4 separate regions of the Mus musculus genome follow, and regions 2, 3 and 4 are each linked to region 1. The links are chromatin contacts, called in public Hi-C maps. All regions are on one chromosome and are shown on one strand. Each heading gives the region's core, a stretch centred on a gene start, on an enhancer-like site or on the middle of the called end of the contact. The rest is flanking DNA. Distances are from core to core; before and after follow the strand shown.

What was found. Hi-C and Micro-C count contacts between places; a contact is called where the count stands out from the background.
Region 2: a contact with region 1 is called in a Hi-C map of cerebral cortex, with 7 times the contacts expected there. The contact joins two enhancer-like sites. A contact is called at or near these places in 7 of 484 Hi-C or Micro-C datasets (adipose-derived mesenchymal stem cells, cerebral cortex, cortical neurons and 3 more) and 2 of 115 datasets of contacts at active chromatin or transcription factors (embryonic basal ganglia and embryonic midbrain).
Region 3: a Hi-C map of the N1E-115 cell line shows a contact between it and region 1, with 7 times the contacts expected there. The contact joins two enhancer-like sites. A contact is called at or near these places in 2 of 15 datasets of contacts at CTCF or cohesin (both in the NIH/3T3 cell line), 25 of 484 Hi-C or Micro-C datasets (the AML12 cell line, the N1E-115 cell line, adipose-derived mesenchymal stem cells and 9 more) and 3 of 115 datasets of contacts at active chromatin or transcription factors (differentiating embryonic stem cells, embryonic basal ganglia and kidney).
Region 4: a contact with region 1 is called in a Hi-C map of the N1E-115 cell line, with 4 times the contacts expected there. The contact joins two enhancer-like sites. A contact is called at or near these places in 1 of 15 datasets of contacts at CTCF or cohesin (the NIH/3T3 cell line) and 5 of 484 Hi-C or Micro-C datasets (the N1E-115 cell line, embryonic stem cells, nephron progenitors and 1 more).

What each region holds. Positions count from the first base shown.
Region 1 is chr19:55,060,395-55,065,439 of GRCm38.p6, reverse strand. No RefSeq gene overlaps it. Among named protein-coding and RNA genes, the nearest start is that of Gpam, 37 kb to the left of the region's middle. Within about 2 kb of position 2,024, at least 38 of the 459 cell types and tissues checked have an H3K27ac peak or open chromatin away from gene starts, as enhancers often do. A contact at or near this core is called in the N1E-115 cell line and cerebral cortex, where this site is marked.
Region 2 is chr19:54,172,145-54,177,189 of GRCm38.p6, reverse strand. Gm41865 (a long non-coding RNA gene) reads right to left here. Exons shown (of 3, transcript XR_877925.1): 2 at 4,365-4,431; 3 at 2,073-2,226. Among named protein-coding and RNA genes, the nearest start is that of Gm41865, 20 kb to the right of the region's middle. Within about 2 kb of position 2,854, at least 10 of the 459 cell types and tissues checked have an H3K27ac peak or open chromatin away from gene starts, as enhancers often do. A contact at or near this core is called in cerebral cortex, where this site is marked.
Region 3 is chr19:54,257,406-54,262,450 of GRCm38.p6, reverse strand. No RefSeq gene overlaps it. Among named protein-coding and RNA genes, the nearest start is that of Gm41866, 59 kb to the right of the region's middle. Within about 2 kb of position 3,115, at least 7 of the 459 cell types and tissues checked have an H3K27ac peak or open chromatin away from gene starts, as enhancers often do. A contact at or near this core is called in the N1E-115 cell line, where this site is marked.
Region 4 is chr19:54,322,281-54,327,325 of GRCm38.p6, reverse strand. No RefSeq gene overlaps it. Among named protein-coding and RNA genes, the nearest start is that of Gm41866, 120 kb to the right of the region's middle. Within about 2 kb of position 2,890, at least 2 of the 459 cell types and tissues checked have an H3K27ac peak or open chromatin away from gene starts, as enhancers often do. A contact at or near this core is called in the N1E-115 cell line, where this site is marked.

The DNA.
Region 1 (5,045 bases), core at 775-3,274:
TTGGATGGATCACAGGGCCCCCAATGGAGGAGCTAGAGAAAGTAGCCAAGGAGCTAAAGGGAACTGCAACCCTATAGGTGGAACAACATTATGAACTAACCAGTACCCCGGAGCTCTTGACTCTAGCTGCATATGTATCAAAAGATGGCCTAGTCGGCCATCACTGCAAAGAGAGGCCCATTGGACATGCAAACTTTATATGCCCCAGTACAGGGGAACGCCAGGGCCAAGAAGTGGGAGTGGGTGGGTAGGGGAGTGGGAGGAGGGTATGGGGGACTTTTGGTATAGCATTGGAAATGCAAATGAGGAAAATACCTAATAAAAATATTAAAAAAGAATATTTAGCCTCATGACATAGGCCATGAAGCACTGATTATTTTGACCCAATCTTTGAAATTCAGAGAACTTAGCCTTATTTCTTGTAAGAATCTTCAGAGAACCATGGCAGAAAGGAGGCTGAGAAATGAGGGGCCAAAGTTAAGTTTGGAGGCTTAGTAGGGTTAGTAATTGCTTACAGGACTTTGGGCACATGATTGAATTCTCCCTTTTATAAGTTGGAGCTAATAAACGTAAGTGCCAGACGAGTCCTTTAGAGCGCCCCAGAAGTACAATTTACTTCCAGCGTGAAGGTGAGCTGCTTTTGTTATACTGGGTTTTCTTGAGGCAGGTTTTGACAGTGGATTCGGAAGGTCCCTTGCCTATTTCTGCTTGTCTACTGTGACAGTCAACCTGAGGAAGATCTCGGACCCACCATCTCTTTCTGAATCTTCCTGCAGAGGATAGTCTTAGCCTCTGTGCAGAGTGCTGGTGAGCCAACCTGTCATGGGTGACCTTCAGTTTATAAGCTAGGGCTGACCCTTGACACACAGCTTAGCTTTTTCGCTCTCAAGAATGTTCTGGGGGCCCTGGTGCTAAGAGGCTTCTGTTGCCCACAGCAAGTGACCCATTAGCACTCCTTTCTTTTTTCACCCCCCTCTGTCTCCTTTGGTCAGTCCCTGCTTCTCCTTCCTGGCAAATGCTTGCACATAGATGACCTGTTGCTGAACTCTCCTGTCTTGACTGGTTCTAGGAACACCAAGCAAAGACAGCCTTACTCTTCATTAGACTATGCTGAGCTGATGCCCCATTTTGGATGAGCAACATGATGGGAGAGTGATGGAGAGGTCCCCTCTGTTGTTTCGTTGGCAAAGGTCTACTATCTACCATGGTTGGAAATAATCACAATGGAGATTAAATATCCAGGAAGTGCTAGTACTATCCAGAGCCAACCTTCACAGCACCAGAAGATCATACAAGTGCCAAGCCCTCTCCTCTCCCTGGAGCAGGACTGTATCTCCTCAGGGACAAAGGCCACACCTAAGGAAAGTCCCTAACAACACTGCATTTGGTTGAGACTCTGGAGAGCCTGCCAGGCTGTTCTGGAGACTGGGGTATGGCGTCCAGGTTCTCATCCAAGACACTCAGTCTTGAAGGAAGAACAGATAGTTTAAATGGGAAGTCTCAAAATTTCCCCTAATTGAATTCGACAGACCATTAAGTGGTTCTATACAGGATCTGTATGTTGTCACAGCACTCTGGTGATAGGGAGGCTCCAGGCCCTTGGCTTTTCAAGCAAATGCAATATCGTTTCTGAGCTGTTAGATTTTCTTTTCCTGTATATTTTTGGGTGTGGTTAATGTTGTTAGATCTATGCTCCTGCCTCAGGTCGGGGGGTTGGTGGGGAACAGAGGTGTGTATCTTTCTCTTCCTGCGTTTGCCCGTGCCCTGTGCCAGAGGTCATTTGATCGCGGAGCTTGTGCACTTGTTTTCTGAAAACAGTGGTGTCTCTGGATGCACACGCTTTTAAAAATGGAGGACAGCAGCCCTTTGAGTTTGTAGATGGAGCAGTTTGCCCTTTGCAGTGAGCTGTTTATAAAACACTGAGCACAAATGAACAGCCAGTCACAGACCTGCCAGCTGTGCAGGCAGGACCAGCCGCTTCCCATTGTACAGACAAAGTGGAGGCGGGGTTTGAGGAAACTCTTCAACTTCCTCAGGGGAGCTAGCAGCTACAGCTAGGAGGCTGACCCACAGCTTTCTTCAACCTTGCCTCCTGCATCGTGTGTGTGTGTGTGTGTGTGTGTGTGTGTGTGTGTGTGTGTGTGTGTGTGTGGTGTGTGGTGTGTGTGTGTGTGTGTGGTGTGTGGTGTGTGTGTGTGTGTTGTGTGGTGTGTGTGTGTGTGTGTGTGGTGTGTGTGTGTGTGTGTGTGTGTGTGTGGTGTGTGGTGTGTGTGTGTGTGTTGTGTGGTGTGTGTGTGTGTGTGTGTGGTGTGTGTGTGTGTGTGTGTGTGTGTGTGGTGTGTGTGTGTGTGTGTGTGTGTGTGTGTGTGTGTGTGGTGTGTGTGTGTGTGTGTGTGTGTGGTGTGTGTGTGTGTGTGTGTGTGTGTGTGTGTGTGTGGTGTGTGTGTGTGTGTGTGTGTGTGTGTGTGTGTGTGTTTGGATTTCAGGACTAGTATGTTAAGTCTCATCTCGGGTGCAGGGCGAGGAAGGAGTAAGGATGGAGATGCACTAGGAAGAAGAAAATTATTATTTCCAAAACATGATGCCCCATGTCAGGACCCAGCCAGGGCAAAAGGGGTGCAGCTGTGGCTGTGTGAGGGGGAACCCTAGCCTCACCGCTGCAGGTGAGAAGAGCCAGTCTCACCATTGGGATCTCGGGGAAGAAAAGATGGCCGCCAAGGGAAGAGCACTGGTGTCTTTCTAATTGTTTTCTTTTGGCACGGAGCCTAAGGTGTCGACAAAAAGTTGGACCCATAGAAATTGGCATTAGAATCTGGAGACACAGCCCATCTACAGTTAGCTTTGCCTTTGATGTCTTTGTTTGCATGATATTGTGCCCAGGTGACCAAAGCGTTGCTACTCAGTCGCGGAACCTGGTTAAGACTTCCTGGGTTCAAGTCCCAGCTCCACACTCAGCAGCCACTGGATCTTGAACCTGTTTTCTGATGCTCCGTCTTCACCTAGCAGGTGACAACACGTTAGCGTGAACACGCCGGATGCACCCCAGCCTGGCTTATGATGGCAGCGTCATAAATGTTAGCTCAGGGTGCTGTCTCCGAAGAGAATACCTGGCAAACTAAGTTTTCTTCTGCCTGCCCACTCCTTCCTCTGCCATCATTTGACAGGCACTGGTTCAACCTCTGCATAAACAGGCTTTGGGATTCCCCCCCCCCCCATCCTGTCTTAAAGGCATACATTAATTTTCATTTTCTTCGATCAGGTGGTCCTGTACCAAAACGCTGGGTGTGGCCATGCCACACATTTTGGATCTGACCACTAGGTGGTGATAGAACTTCATCAGCGGGTTCTAAGCCACGATGTAGGTAATTAAAAAAGGAAAGAAAGGAAAGGAAAGGAAAGGAAAGGAGAGGGGAGGGGAGGGGAGGGGAGGGGAGGGGAGGGGAGGGGAGGGGAGGGGAGGGGAGGGGAGGGGAGGGGAGGGGAGGGGAGGGGAGGGGAGGGAAGGGAAGGGAAGGGAAGGGAAGGGAAGGGAAGGGAAGGGAAGGAGTGGCCGAGGCTGTCCAGACAACTAGGGCGAACATGTTGCTTGTCACATACTACCAGACCCCAGGATGGCCTCAGATGAAGCCGGGACAGCGAAAGACAAGAGACAGGGCTGAGGCATGGAGCGTGGCAGAGGGCTTTGCTCGGGCAGCTGGAAGTCTGCGGGAAGCTGGAGATTCCAGTGGCTACAGGGCACCTGCTGTCTAGGGACCCTTAGGCAGGAATGTCTGCAGGGACTGCAGAAAGTGAGGGGCGGGACCGGTCCATTCCCTGGTGCCCTGGGGATTCCAAAGCCTATCACGGAGCTCAGGGTCTGTCTTATTCCTCACTTTGGTCCACCCACCCTTGTCCTATCGGAAAACGAAGTGCAAATGATTTCTGAAGTCTATGGCGAGGACCTAAGTGCCTCCCAGCCACCCGGAAATACCTCTTTGGTGCCCACTGTATGGGAACTTGACTTTGAGCCCAGGCTCTGCCAGTTGAAACCGAGTTTCTCCAGGTGAGGCTCCCATTTTAAGCTCCTTTATTCATTCACAGAGTGAGTTTTATGTGGGAGCAAACGAGCAAGCTGGGAAGGGTGGATGTCTGATCAGTGGGAAAATGGGGGACTGGTGAGGAAGAACGAGGGAAGGGAATAGGGGCCGGAGACAATGGTCCACAGTTTTATTCTTGCTTGTCCTTTTCTGGGTCCTCTCTATCACACTGAAGGAAGAGGGCACCTGGAACCACCAGGACTATGGCCATTCTGTCCACTAGAGGGCGGAGGCGTTCTTCAGTTTAGCTTGGTGTTGGCGCCGGCTTGGAAAAGTGTGAAGTTTGGGGAGTCTCAGGGTCCAAGGTCTGCAGACTATTTTCTATCATCCCCTTAAATCCCTTAACTCATTTCCTGCTCAAATGTGGCTGTCATTTCCTAGGACATTTTATGCCCAGATCCGGTCTCACCATTGCCAGAGGCAGCTCTGGGGAGGGTGGCTTTTGGCTGGAGCTTGGGGACTTGGGCTGCTGTGGGGAATGATAGGGGAATGATCGATAGTTACCCTCACACCTGAGTTGACTTTCCCAAGAGCCTGCCCCTCCCTATGGCCTTTGTTTGTAGAGCATGAACTCCCTGGACACGATAAGGCATCTTTAGCATGTTATTTATATTTTTTCTTTCAAATTAGATTTTTATTTAGTGTGTGTGTGTGTGTGCGTGCGTGCGTGTGTGTGTGTGTGTGTGTGTGTGTGTGTGTGTGTGTCCAGTGGGGTGGTGGGTAGGCATGGAGGTCAGGGACAGTGGGTCTCAGGGATGAGTCACAGGCTTGGCAGCAAATGGCTTTACCAGCAGAGCTGTGGTGTTGGCCTGTGTTCCTTCTTTAATCCCTCCAGGCCTAGCTTGATCCATCTCTCAGAGCTCAGCACCTCCACTCAGCCCGGGTGTTCCGGAACCAGGCTATGATAGGTAATGATGGCTCTCTCCAGCTTTCTGAGCCCGTTCCTTCTGCTAGGCTATTCTAGGCCAG
Region 2 (5,045 bases), core at 1,605-4,104, 890 kb after region 1:
GACCAACAAGTGCCAAGTAAGTCTCAGCCCGGCATCCCCAGAGCTCTTTGTTCAGAGGACAGAGGTGAGGTTACAGCAGTGAGGTGTCCCAGGTTACGTTCTCTGATGCATTGGCCACTGTAAATAGGCAAGTGGCACCAATAAATGCCTTAAACTGGAAGGAGTCTTGGAGAAATCTAACCACCAGAGCATATTGACTTTAAGGAATTAGTCTAGTCTGTGATAAAATTAGTTTTCTATCCCCACTCCTTGTGCCCACCTAATGGTTAATGCCTTCCCTGTTCCCACACCAACAGGAAAAAATGTTGGAAGGCAATTCGCCATTTTCTGACTGTGCCTGGGAGTCGAAATGCCACAATTTGAATTTGTTTTCCTTGGGATCGCTTTAAAATATCTGGGCTCTGTCTTTGAGCTGTGCACAGTCGGCAGTTTCCTCCAATAAAGCTCGTTTCTTTTTTATGCCGATTAGGACTATGGTTTGATTTGCTGCAGCCCCAGCCCCATCTTCCTTAACCATTTCCAGAAGAGGGAGCCTGACACCCTGCCGAGCAAGCAAAAACCTGGCTATTGAACAGAGAGCTCACCACAACTTCCTGAGAAGAGCAGAAGTGAAGAGCAGCGCATTTCAGTGATTTTCCCCATTTCCTTTCCTGAAGTCCCCCAGACTGCAAGGTCCCTGAGAGGACTCTGAGGAGTGAGCATCAGGCCTCTGCTGAGAATTCCTCATCAACACCATCTCATAAATGTGCCAGAAAGAGAACTCAGTGTGGCACCGGGACAGAGCTGACACACATTCTGGAGCGAAGAGGAAGAAGGGGCTCTGCCATTGGTAGAAACAAAGCAAGAGCCACATCAAGGCTTTAATCAAATGTCCAGCCTTCAAAACTGTTGAAGCCCTAAGCCAGTCTCATCAGATTCCTCTAGTACGAGGAACCACAAAGAAGAGACTGAAGCACTCTTTTCCCAGGATCCTTTGCAGAAGCCCCAAACCACTAACTCGGAATACAGAGTGGCCTTCTCTCAAACCGGACTAGGTTCTGAGACACCTATTGTAAACATGGTCATGCTTTACCACTCTCCTCCCATACCCCCCTATCCCCCATCCCACCCCACCCCCGCATTTCATCTGTCCTATCAAAGAACCCAAACAGATAAATCAAGCCTGAGACTATTTCACAGCAAAAGGGGCTATTGCTACTACAGGAAACAGAAACTCTGGAGCTGTCCTTGGTGCTAGGTCGGCAGCTGCTGTAGCCCAGGCACTCGGGAGTTCTCACAATATTCTGACTATGCTTCTGCCATATCTCAGTATTATTGCTCTTCCAGGCTGATGATCCCCGTTGATGCCTTTAACTACATCCACTGTCAACCCCGGGATTCCTTGTGTCCCTTCACACAGCCTCCATGAACTAAACTCCGCCTCTTGATTACAATCTCCTACCCACAAACCAGCCTGCTTCTACCTCAAATCACTGAACACAATGTAAGCAGGCCACTGGAGGACTTAAAATACGGAGGGAAGGCTAACAGCACTTTTGCCTCTTAAAAAGAAACTGCTGTCCCCAGTACAAGGAATGTAGGGGATGATAAAATAGGCTAAAAGGGACAGTTAAAGATGAAATGGTAGCCTCAAGGAGCATTTAGGCCCTAGAATAAGCAAGATGTGAATACAGAAAATGAAATTTATGTGAAGAAGAAAGAAGCAGATGTCTAAATAGGCCTGGATTTTTTTCTGGATAAACAATATGTAAGATGTTACTGTTGAATATTAAGCTAGGTACACCAGACCATCAACCAGTGTTAAGAGGAAGTACATCAAATTTAATTGTGAATGTATAGAATTCAGGTAATTTGTCATCCAATATAGGCAGTGATCAAGGGCATGTGGTCATAGTCCAGCTAAAAGGGGATCTAGGGAAAGAATTTCAAATGAGCCCAGTACTTGATGCATTGGAACATGTATCATCAAAGCCATTGATGATTAATAGGAAAATATGAAATACACCCAGAAGACTATGTGTCAGGAAAAGCCCAGAGGAGAAAATATTTTTCTAAGGAGAGACCCATGGTGTCAAATGACCATGCAAGAATGGACTTAGAATGTGTCTAAACAGCATAATGACCGGAAGACCTCAGGCATCCTCTCCCCAGCCAGCTTTTCACTCCATGGATCAGGTGATGGAGAAGCGATTTGAGGTGATCGAAGAGAGCCTGGAAGGTGAGGAGCTGGAAGAGAGAAGAGATACAATCTTTTCACAAGTTGGCTGCGAAAAGGAAGAAAAAGCCAGAGGAGTGGGCCGGGGACACTGTGGAGAGTTTTATTTTTGTTGTGAGGATAGAAATACTCAAATATATTTAGAGACTGAGTGCATTGAGCCAGTCGAGAAGATGTTAAAGATGAGAAAGGAGATAACTGGCAAGCAGAAACCTTCAGGAGGCTGGAATCTGGGGTACAAGGAGCTCTTTCCTCCAGAGAGGGCCACAGAGGTCAGAACACTGAACGTGCCTTTGTGGAGTGAGGAGTTAGGAGGCGCATGCCAAAGCTGCCTTAGATGCCAACGATAGCACGCCCTGGCAGCGCCACTTCACCATCCAAAATAACAAGATTTGTTCCATCAAGAAAACTGGAACGTATCAGTGGGTGTTAGGAGGAAGCAGGTTTTTGTTCAAGAAAGGAAGAAGTTTTTTTTACAGCTTCTGGAGTTGTCCAGAAACCAAAGGCTGCTGTTGAGAGACCTGTCGGGGGCAGCATTCAAGGAGAGAACACTGTTAGAACCTTCCCAGCCATATGGACAACTCTTGCCTGGCCTAGAGGTGACTAGAGAGCCCCTCAGTGGCAGCCAGCCCACTATAGACTCTTTGTCACCCAGCACTCCCAGATCTGTGCCTCTCACACTCCCACCAGCGTGCCTTCCAGCATGCCTCCAACACACATCCAATTTCTCCTCTGAGATATGGTTTGTTCCATGTTTTTCTTTCTTTCTTTTCCCATGCTTCTTGCACTGCTGTGCAAACACCTTCATGGAGCTGTCTCAGGCTGCTCTAGATTCTTATAATCCTCATTTTCCCATTTTCTAACCCAAAGCACAGCTTAGACGTGGAACGTACAGCTTCTCATTTGCTACGGATGCAAGTTGCCTTTACTTCAGGTATCTCCGAGTAGATTGACCAGCCTGCACCAGCAACAATGCTTTCTTCTTCTCTTTTCCTTTCCCTACCCAAGGTCTGTGTCATTGGTTACTGAGCCTAAGAATGTAGGTATTCCCAAAGTACATTTGCCATGCTTTCTCTCACAGAATGTTCCAGGCTGGTAGAGATGGGGAGTGCCCTTTTCAGAAAAACCAAGAGCCATCTCATGCCGTTGGCTTTCCTCAATTATCTCTAACCAGATTACCCTCCTACAGAACACAGAATCCTCCAAGGAGGCCCAGATGGATACATGCTGGCCCCAGGTATTTGGTTAATTGTTTTCATCCTCTTCCTTCTCAAGTAAGGAATTATCTCTTCAAAGCAGTACAGTCCTGGAAAAATGTTAGTGGTGACTCACGCAGGAGTAGGGTTGGGGACTAGCAAGGAATGGGGAGGGGAAAGAGAGAGCACACACACTACTTATGGAGCCTCTGAATGAAGAGCATCGGCCAATTTAGACAATTATACAGCTAAAACAATTAAATAACTTCACAATGGTAGGAGGATGTGTAAACAAAACCCATAACACTACTCTGTAGGCCAAGAGAAAAGCATGCTCGGCCACTGGGGTGGACAGCCTTGCTTCTGTCTGCAGAGCACCCTCCATCAGCAGCAGCAGCAGCAGCAGCAGCAGCATCAACCCCTCTTTTCATGTGAAATGCATTTGCAGTAGGAATCAGCTCTAGTCGAGCTAGGCATAGAATATGCTACTCCTCAGCCTGACTTCTTGAGTCCAAGAAGGGAATAACAGCAAGCTGGGCATACGTTTCTTTATCCCTCAGTGTGACTGAATCCAGGAAAATATTGGCACCCAACACAGCAGATCCTAATTTCACCTGAGAACTAAGACAGAAATAGGATACGGTAAGTAGTCAGTCTTTCTTCCTTTTGGATTATGAACTTGGCCATGCTGGCTTGGTTCTGCCAGAGGCCATATTTTCTTTCAAATGGGTAAGATGTGCCTGAGAACAAAGGCAGCATGTAAGAGAGGCAGAGCCAAGAGATAGAGAAAGCAGAGCCTTGATGAATCATCACTTGCGCTCTGGGTCTACCATTCCTGAAACCTTTAAACTCAACACTCACAAAAGACAACAGCCTTCCCCCTTCATTCTCAAATTAGAGCGTGGTGCTCCCAGTGTTTTGATTTCTCTTGTTTATGTGAAGGAGAGTCTTACCTAATGGAGCCGCTGAGCCAGGGAGCTGATGTTCATTGGGAGTGGATGCCAGACATTGGAGACAGATCTGTGAACCAGAATTATCACACTTCCTGAAACATCAATTCAGTAGGACATTCAGCCTCCTGAGTAATAAAAACAGCTGACCAAATTACTGAAGCAGAAGAAACCATGGGAGAGGGAGTCCAAAAGGAATAGTAGACAAGAAGTGCCAGGCTTCCCCTGATGTAAACTCTAGCTTCAAGGTGTCTGGGAACAGCTGTAATCCTGCAAGAATCTCAGCAACGACTTGAGTACAGTCTAGCCCTGACCTTGAAGATCTCTCAGACATCCTTATTCAATCCAAGGATTTGGCTCACGAGTCCCTGTTTGGAACTCTTTGGTGGTCAACACTGTCAACTGACAAAATCTAAAACTACCTAGAAGGCAAAACTGAGTGTGTCTGTGAAAAAAAATTCTAAGCTAGATCAAATTAGTGAGAAGACCCACTGCAACCATAGACGGCATGGCATGGCCTGGGGTCTACACTACATACAAAAGAGGGAGCGAGCTGGGTGCCACAGACCCTCTGGGCCCCTTTGTCTGCGTGGAACGAGTCTCTGGGGCAGGTGGGCAAGGTGTCGGCGGGTGACAGACAGACCAACACACGAGATGGTGTATAATCTGAATGTATTCTCACAA
Region 3 (5,045 bases), core at 1,866-4,365, 800 kb after region 1:
TTCACTAGACTTGTTCAGGAACAATATCTAGAGATGATTGTATGCTGTGTGGTCAACCTCATACTGAATCCAAGGTATGGCCTGTCCATCACTGACACTTTTCTTGTACAAGTTTCCCTTGGAACTTTGTAGGGAGAAACAAGGATTTGAGGTGAATCACTGCAATCCAAAGACAACGTGGAGAAAGCTTCACCTGCCCTTTGTCCACTTGACAAAATGCATTAGTGTTCTTTTGGTCCCTGTGACATTAACCCAATTATGAAGAGGATTAATTGGTTCAAGGGAATCCAAGGAGAGGGGGATGAAAGATCAGGAATTCACCAGGACCTGAAAAAGTCCCAAGTGGACCCCAAGCCTTATTCCTCTCTGCTACTTCAAAGTATCCCAGCTTTTCTCTTTGCCTCAGACAAACTTTCTGCATACGAGCGCATAGGTGAGCCTTCAACATTCAAATTTTATCAGTTTACCACCAAAGATGCTTTGTTAGTCTTTATTGACTCAGCAACAGAAATCCTGAGGAGGAAAATTAGTAGCCTGATTTGGGTCATAAATCTACCAGTGGGTCAACAAACTGCCCAGAGGAAGGATGACGATGCTAAGACGATGCCATGTGTTGATAGGCGACCATGAGTGAACTGCTCTAGTGGCCACTGGATGCAGATGAGAGATGCAGGTGTCAGGAGTGAGGGTCAGGAATGCTGGATAGAGAAAACCATAGCAGTCCCTAGCTATAGCATCTGCTGATCACACGTCAGATGCATGCTGTTGTGCTGTGCATGGGAACTCTCTCTCTTAGGCTCATGTTCAAATACTTGCTCCCCATCTGGGTCACTTTTTGGAAAAGCTGTGAAACCATTTGGGTGTAGAGCCTCACAGACTGATATAGAGTAGGTCTTAACAGTTATAAGCCAGCCCACCTCCTGGAACCCAGGACCCTATTCCTGAACGTGTGAGCACCAATTCTACCTCAGTCTCCCTAGTTGTTAGGATTGCTGGCATGCACCGCCACATCTGGCCTCAGACCCACTTCCTATCTGAGCTCACTAAGTCACGGTTGACCATCATAATATAGCTGGTCATGTCACACCCCTGCTACTATGACCATAAGCCAATCCCAAATACTGTGCTTGCTCCACTATATACCCTGAGTCACTGCCAATAAGAAACTCAGGCTTTAACTCACAGTGGGTAAAATGTTTACCTTGTAAATATAAGGATCTGAGTTTGGATCCCCAGCACCCACAGAAAAATACAGCCATACCTCTGGGATGGGAGGAGACAGAAGCAGGAGAATCCTTGGAACTCACTGGCCACCCAGTGTAGCCAAATTTGCAAGTTTCAGATTCATTGAGAGACCCTGCCCCTCCCTCCAAAAGTGGGGATTAATAGAGGAAGCAGACTCCTGATGCCAACATCTGACCTCAGCACAGGTGCACTCATGGACATACCTCAGACAGAGAAAGAACGCACATAGCATGTAAATAATGAATTCATCTGGTATCTATAGCCCGAAATACCTCCTAACACATGCCTACACACCCAGAAGTGAAGACAGCCAACCGCAGCACTGCAACCAACCCTCCGTTCACATCCTGAAGATTCATCAGGCCAGAGATGAGGAGGATCAGTCAGGAATCTTCTTGGAAGAAACTGGGCTTCCTTCTCTGTCAAGTTAAGGAAGTGGCAGGCTGTTTTCAGAGGTCCCAGCAACTCTGGTGCTCCATTTCTTCAGAAAGTCCCTGTGAGGAATTAGGCCAGACCCATCCCAGTAACACATTTCCTTCTAAAGCAAGCATACTTCCAAACTCAATATCTGGCGTCTTCAAGGGGAGTAGAATATTTTTTAGGGCTTCCTCTATCAAGAGAATCACCTAATGGTGGGATTAGAAACATCTTCTAATTAAACAGCTCTCAAGCAAATTCATTTGCATATTATTTGACTTGCTTAATAAGAATGGATTAAATTACCTCTCTTATGGGGCTGTGGCAAATCTTTTTAATCAGAGCACCAGAGGACATTCTAAGTGCTCTGGCCACATAAGGTGGGGGCCAAACATGACCCAGACACAGTTAGAAAAAGAGGTGAATGTGAGCTCAAAGACTGGGGAAATAAGCTTAGAGATAATTGCATAATAATCTCTCTATTCTCATTCACGCCAGTCACCTTGACAGGGGGATTACATGGATTAAGTCTGGGTTTGTTCCAGAATTCATTTTCAAAATTATAGAAATCACTGTGGTGAGCAAAGCCATTTAACCTGAACCACGAGTTTAGACGTGGTAACTGACAATCATGTAGTTGTTTGGAGAGTCTAGCCGAACCTCAGTGAACATTTAACGAGCTCGTACCGTGCTGTGTGCTTTCTGGAGCTGATCTCCGTCACCCTCATCGCAATCCAGCACAGACACCTTCTCTAGTCGCTACAGTAACATCAGACCAGTGTGGCTCAGCAGTCTGAACTCCAGAGCCAGGATCCTGCTTCTTCAGATTTCCAATTCCGTCACACTGGGGAAGCTAGTTAGCATCTTTATCCCTTGTTTTCTTGTTTGGGAAATGTGAGTGGACATAATTCTATGTCCTCAAGAATCAGTGAAAGAATTAAGTTACAGATCATGAAACCAAAGTGTCTGATACAGAACACACTTCCCTGTAAACAGGAAACGTTGTTATTATTAGTATTCCCACATCTGTATCTAGCCCACAAATGGCTGAGGAATGGGTCCAAGATCCACCAGCTAGCAAAAAGAACAAACCAACCTCTTGTCATGTGTACAGAAAAAGCTAGTGCCCCACAGCCAAGCTGGTGCTACGGATGCTGTACTGCAGACCACCAAGTGCAGACACGGAAACACATTTGCTTCCGTCAGTGATCTTGTTCTCTGGGTGCATGCCATTATCCCTTGCTAATGAGCATCCTGACTGGGGATGCTCCTTAAGGAGCCTGGGATTGATGCCCCAAGTTGCAGTTGTCAGGACCCATTTCTCTAAGAAGCCAGCTGTGGTCAGAGATAACCACGCCTGCCAAAGAGAAACTCCCCCAGCATCGTGCTCCTGTCTGCGTGAATGAATTCCAAAGGGCTTTGTGCTGCCACAGAAAGAGAAGGAAGAGGTCAGCTCAGGGGGAAATGGGGTCTGATGGATCACCTGCTCAGCGTGTGGTTGATGTCAGTGTGCCGTGAAAGACAGCGGGCAAGGCAGGACTATTTTCTCTGCCTTGGCTGGAAAATACCGGGGTCTGGTGTGGCCAGGGAAGGGAAGTAAATTCCTGCAGGATGGGAAGGAACAGGGCCCCCCCTGGTTTTTCTGGGTTGGAAATTGAGTAAATTAACAATCATCATCTCAAATGATCGTTCCTTCGGGGGCTTCTGTGTCTCTGTTTTCTGATCAGAAGAACAAGAACAGATTCTGAACTGCCCTCTAGGAGACCTGTTGGTGTCCCTTAAAAATACGTGATAATAGAGCCCAGCTATTTTTCCTGGCCCTACTTGAGCCAGGGGTGGAGGAGGAACGCAGGATTGGAAAACCTCTGACTTTATCACGGAAGGGTGGCAGCATCTCTGTGTACTTGGCTCCTGTAGAAAGTTGTCCAGAGAATTCCCAGCTCTAGCCTAGAGTCAGGAGATGGCAAGAGTAGGGGCTGAGGGCGTGGAGCCCAGAGTCACAGTGTGGATGACTTTGGACCCTGGCCCTGACCTGCTTTCCCAACAGCTTTGGCCTCCCCACTCCCTGGGCACTCCACTGTTGTCACTGCAGACACTCCACTCTCCACCTTGTATTCTGCAGTCTCCAGGCCTGTTGCTATAGTGCCCACCTGAATGTCAATAAACAGCGGCCGAAGCACCTGAAAAAAAAAATACATGATAAATAAATAACACCAGGAAGAGGGTCTGAAAGAATGGCTCGGTTGGTAAAATGTTTGCAGCACAAAAATGTAGACCTTAGGTCAGTCCCCAGAAGTCATATTTAAAAATCAGGGCATCGTGCATCACCCCTTTCCCAGATACCTCCTAACTAACTCCAGCTAGTATCCAGACCACTATCACAAAGAGCCCCACTTCTCTCCCTAAGATTCTCTGCCTCCACAATCCTTAAGACTGGCAGTGATATGGGGTGCACACCCCAAGTTAGCAGGTATCACAGGTTTCTCATTTATAGTTATACTCTGATCCCTTATCTTACTTCTAACAGTAAACTGAGTGTGGGTGTCTTTCTCTGGCAAAGTGCCCCCTAGGAGTCCCCACAGTCCACAGATGGTTTTCCCACGGCTGCTGATCTAGATAGAAACCATGCAAGTCTACTTGATCCACCATGATCATGGCCTCTTGTAGCCACAGAGTGGCACTGTTGGAAGCAGACCCCATGCAGTCCTGTGCTTGGCCACTGTGCTCCTGACATTGCCAGAGAGCCTGCCTCTGTGGTTCTAGGAGAGAGGATCAATTTCTCCCTTGCTGCTGAGTGTGGAGAATAGCGTCAATGCTACAGGTCCTACAGTTCAGTTCTGTGGTTACTCACACAGGATGACGCAGGCCAGGAATGGAGCCAGAGGTAAGCCAAGACAATCCACTAGTGTAGTGGTGACACTGTGAAGCTACTGGACAACGGTTGTGAAACTAAGGGGGAGAAAGCATGGTGGCCATGCTCTGGCACTGAGCACAGCACTGGAGTAGACCACCACAGCAGGAGCATGTGACATAACTAGCAGACTGACTCAGCCTTGCATCTAAACACACAGCGACCAGAGACTGTAAGCCCTGAGAGCAAAGTATTGATAGACTGTTCCCCTCCTACCTCAGCTTATTTGGAAATAATTATCTGAAACCGCTCATAGCTAGACAACCTCAAACACCACAAAAGCAGAAACGGGGACCCAGTGACAGAAGCAGACGAGGGAAGAATTGCTTTAAAAATCTAAGGTCATAGAAGGTTCCGAATTAGTCCTCGGCTTCCTGGAAAGCATGCGGATGGACTGTCCCCCATGTCCACCACACAGCACAGCATCAGAATGGCTGTCATCAGCCTCTCAGGACTGAAAAAGTCACTTCTG
Region 4 (5,045 bases), core at 1,641-4,140, 740 kb after region 1:
AGCCCATGTTCCATGGCACTTGTGGGAAACTAAGCAGTGTGGACCTTAATACAGAGCACGGAGTCCTGAACCCCATGCTGGTTCATTGTGCCAGACTCCTATCAGCTCATCACACTGTTGCTGCCCTGATATATTAACTTAAGACTCCATAAAGTCATAGAAGGCACTCTCTGGGGAAACCAGAAGAGGTTGATCCTAGGGATCCTCAGCACAATGTCACACCAGAGAATTGCCGAGAACCAGACAGAAGTTTGCCACAGTGACTGTTTACATGACATTTCACAGAAGTGCCCTCTCCTTAGCAAACATGTGTACCTCCATTCTTTGGCCAACATATAAAGCGATTGAGGATTTACTACAGAGAGCAGAGGTCTTGGCTTAGTGGCAGGCAGCAAAGTAGCATAATATGAGAAAAAGTCCCCAACAGTCATATAATAATAGATGGCCACAAAGGAACCAGGCTGAAAAGGGTTTCATTGTAGTTGTTGTTGTTGGTTGATTGGTTGGTTGGTTGCTTGGTTTTGTTGCTGTTGTTTTGTTTTTGGAGTTGGTATTATTTGGTTTAAATTGCTATAAGATGTCTTGACATTTTGTTTTGTCTTATTTTTACTCATATCTAAGTACAGTGTCTACTTCAATTAGTGTTCTTGCAAAGCCCTTCTCCAAACTTACATGGAGCTGCAATGTTTTAGGTCATATAGCAGGCAGATTTGGTTATGTTAACTCTCAGTCATTTCCTCTCCAGAATGTGTTAGGTGAAATTGTACTACATGGCTTACTAGGTCACAGTGAAGTTAGCAAGTGGCTTGGCACTGAAGGAAAGCAATAAAAGAGAAAGAAGCAGGGTTCACACTTATACCCTGCCTCTCAACCACAGGACACTGGCTACCCTAAGCAGAAATAAGAATGGCTCAATAACACCTTACAGATATGATTGTGGCTAAGTAGGGGCATCTGTGGACCCTATGGGCATGGAGTCAACATGAAATGACAATAAGATAATGCAATAGACATCTGGAGAATGAGGTTTGAGTGCCTCATTTTGTGTCTTTCATGGTGGCTGACCCATAGTCTTGAATATTCAGTCAGTCTGATTAAAAAAAAAAAAAAAAAGACTGCCTGGTATTCATTTCTTTATCTCTGGGTGGCTCACTGAAAAGGGGAGTCATTATTATTTACTGCCTGCCATAGTGGATGGGATGAAAAGAGAGGAAAAAGAAGGCTGTGTATTTCCCAGCCATGGGAAACACTGCTGTGTCATGTTTCTGAAAAGCCCTGAAGACATTGCTAAGGATACTTACTGGGAAGGGTCAATCTGCCTTCAAACTCCGCTCCTGGAGGAAACTATTCTGAGAAAATGCATCTACGTCCCACCACATTGTCCACTGGCCTTTCTCATAAACCAATCTCCAACCCTCTAGCCTTTCAGAAAGTCCTTTAAGAATTTCACACTGAGAAAACCTTTCTTTCAGCTGAACTTCAAGAAAGTTACCTTTTAAAAAAGAAAAAGAAAAGAAAAGAAAAGAACAATTTGGGAAAGTGGGAAGAAAGATTTTTTTCCCCCAAGTAGGATGTCATAACTTTTATATTGTACCAAAAAAATTAGATAACCCCTTCTCCCAAGGAGCTAATAAAAAGGTAGATGTGAAACAAACAAAAAATTAATTCAGTCAAGCACGTGCACAGAGGAATCTAACCAGTGTGTGAGTGAAAATAGTAAGCTGTCCCTACTTGATGAGTGGGTCAGGGCAGGTTCCATACCGTAGGAGATGGAACCCATGGAATTGGTCTTGAAAGGTCAAGGAATGTTTCAGAAGAGACAGGATAGCGTTGGGGGGGGGGGGACAGCAGGCAGCAGCACAGAGGACAAAGTGAGAAGGTGAGGAAGGGTGTGTCTGCTGCCATGCGTGGTTCTCTCTGGACAGAGTGAATGAGGAGTGAGCCAGGCTAGGTTGTGACAGTAATGTCTAGACAATGGTGAGCACAGATTCACCCCCAGAATTCCTATAAGCTCTCCAGTTAAAGCCATGTGTTTCAGCCTACACAACTCTATAAAATTTTTCCTTTATTTTTTGTTTTATGTGTGTAAGTGCATGTATAGCTGTGCACCGCATAATTGCAATGCCCACAGAGGCCAGAAGAGGGCGTCAAATCTCCTGGGACTGGAGTTACATATGGTTGTAAGCAACATGTGGATGCTGGAATTCAAACTCAGGTCGTCTGGGAGAGCCAGGTCTTAACCACCCCTCTAAATGGATCTTTTCAAAGATAGGACGCATTTCTCTCAGGGAAGGAGTAGATTTTCTCAGAACTGACTGAGCAAACTGCTTTGTAGCTAAACAGAGATCCCAAGTATCTCACTGGGGTAGATGTTTGGTGCAGATGACAAGAGAGGAGGAGGTTTTGCAATAGGGAAGGGAGGTGACAAGAGGATGGTAAGAAGTATCAAGACAGACATCCACTAGCAAGAGTCTAAGAAGAGGTATAATACAGAGACAGATAGATGCATCCTTCTATCTGGGCAGATTTCCTAGAGACTATATAGAGTCTCAAGTTCAAAGGGTAGATTAATAGCCCAGACACGGAGGCAGAGATACATGAAGAAGGAGAAAGATGCTAGATCTTCCATGTGTCATTTCATCAGCTCTCCATGTGTCAAGGGGCATCTGCTGACCTATGAGTCACAGGTCCTGTCCTACACATGGGAAACACCAGGATGACAGAAGCTGGGCCGTGCTTCTATCGAATTTCCGCTTCTGTCTGAAACCTCGCAGGAGATCAAGCCTCTGAGATGGCCAAACATCTGTGGCACTGAAACAGACATCAATAAGTGTCTTAAGTAGCTGAGCAATACAACCCCAGTCACGGTGGGCATCCAGAGAACAGGGAGCATGGCAGATGTCGGAAGTAGGAGCAGCTAGGCAGTGTCAATGTGGTTATATATTTGACAGCAAAATGAGATTCGTGTCAGAAGTCTCCAGACTGAGCCCCAATGGACCACAGCCCCAGAGATGCTCTCTCCCTCTCCCTCTCCCTCTCCCTCTCCCTCTCCCTCTCCCTCTCCCTCTCCCTCTCCCTCTCCCTCTCCCTCTCCCTCTTCCTCCCCCTCCCCACTCCCCCTTCCCCTCTCCCTCCCTCTCCCCCACTCCCCCTCCCCCTCCTCTTCTTTCCCTCTCCCCTTCCCCTCTCCCTCTCCCCCTCACTCTGAGAGAACTAGGTGGCTATGACCAGGCTCCTTTCAGGAGTATTAGCTCTAAGAACATGTTCATTTAAAAAAAAAAAATGAAACAACCAACCACAAAGCCTGTCATAATGAAAAGGTCTCGTGAGGTCCTGCAGTTGGTACTGGCTTACCAAAGAGGCAGAGCCTAGAGAACGATTTTTAAAGCCCTTTGCAAATCACATCTGCTCAAAATACTGCATCTTCATCAGCCCATTGCCAATTGAGAAACCTGGAATGGCAAAGTGCTCTTTAAACGGAGGGAGGGAGGGGGTTCTCTTTTTTGAAAACCATGAAGACATGTCTAGCAGAATTTATTTTTACTGCTTAAAGCCATAGGTTATATTTGACTTTTGCTTTCTGGAATGTCTCTAAGGAATTTATTTAGTCTTATCCTTCATTCAGAAAAATAGGTATTTTCCTTCCTTTAATTTTTCTCCCTTCTTGGCATCATTTCTGAAGGCCTGTGTCCCTGTGCTCAGAGGCCCTGCTCAGTTCATTGTTCCTAGATAATTTGAAACACACAGACTTGCTCTAAGGACATCGTATGGTCCACTCTGAGAACAGATTACAGCTGCCAGTTATGATCCTCTTCTTCTCTCGGTTCCTCCGAGCAAAGGAAGGGCACCATCTGGTCCAGGACCCAGCCCTGTCTTGGAGACTCGGTCAGCAGCTCCCGCCCTTCTGTTCTCACAGGCTCAGTCCAGCTGCTCTCCAGACCCTTCTCTCTTCCAGCTCAATGCTGGGTCCACCTTCTCTTCATTTAGCTGCATGGTTCTTCCTCCATATATTTTTACTCTCCAGCCTGTTGTGGGGCTAGCCAGATCCTTCGTCTCAGACTCCTGCCTGTCTTCATGGACTTCTAGAAAACCTAGATGAAGACACTGAAAGTTATTTTCCTCCCTGAAATAAAGCTTTGGTCTCTAAGATGTGTGTCCTGACAAGGTACTTGCATCTGATCCATGACAACCTAATTGCAACAAGTTTGAAAATCCTTTTTCATTTTAGGTTTATTGGTCTGGTCATGATCACAGAAAACAATACCTGATTGTTCGAGAATATACTTTGGATTTGCATATGTTATTAGAAGAAAAGAAAATAAGGTAGTTCCTAGGGACAGGACTAACAATACAAGAACTAGTGAGAAATCCTAAACAGAATTTTGGTAAGAGTCTATTCTATGGTGAGCATGATTTCTCTTCTAGGACCTTACTTTACCAAAATCCCTTGGTAAAAATCTCTGGTTCTTATTGTGGATTTGGAATGAACATGCTGAGACACTAGAGTGACCTGCTTAGATGCTAGAATGGGAGAGAGAGAGAGAGAGAGAGAGAGAGAGAGAGAGAGAGAGAGAGAGAGATCTGTGCATGAGATGAGATGATTCACTGCATATTGCATAGAATATGAACACCTTATTGTAGAGTATCCATATCCAATCCCAAGAGTCAAATGCAAGAGTCATTAATAGCAATTGTTCATTACTAGTGGGCAGGATTCCCAGGCCTCATATGGTTTGCATATAAAACGGCCCTATAGGCTTATGTGTTGAAGGCGTGTTCCCTGGCTGGTGAGACCATGAGATTAGGAGGAGAGCAGATCAACAGAGAGCTAATTGTATCAACAGCCCACTTCTCCACTAATGACTTCACAACCGAATTTGCCAGTAAGAGGTGGGACCGGATTTTTTTAAAAAGGTAGACCATTCCTTTGAAGTGCTTGCTCTGTCCCTGGTTCCAATCTGTCTTCCTACCTCCTGTCCACCATGAGATGAGCCTCCGTGTTCCACCAGATGTCCCCCGACATGATGTACAAACTCTTCACACAT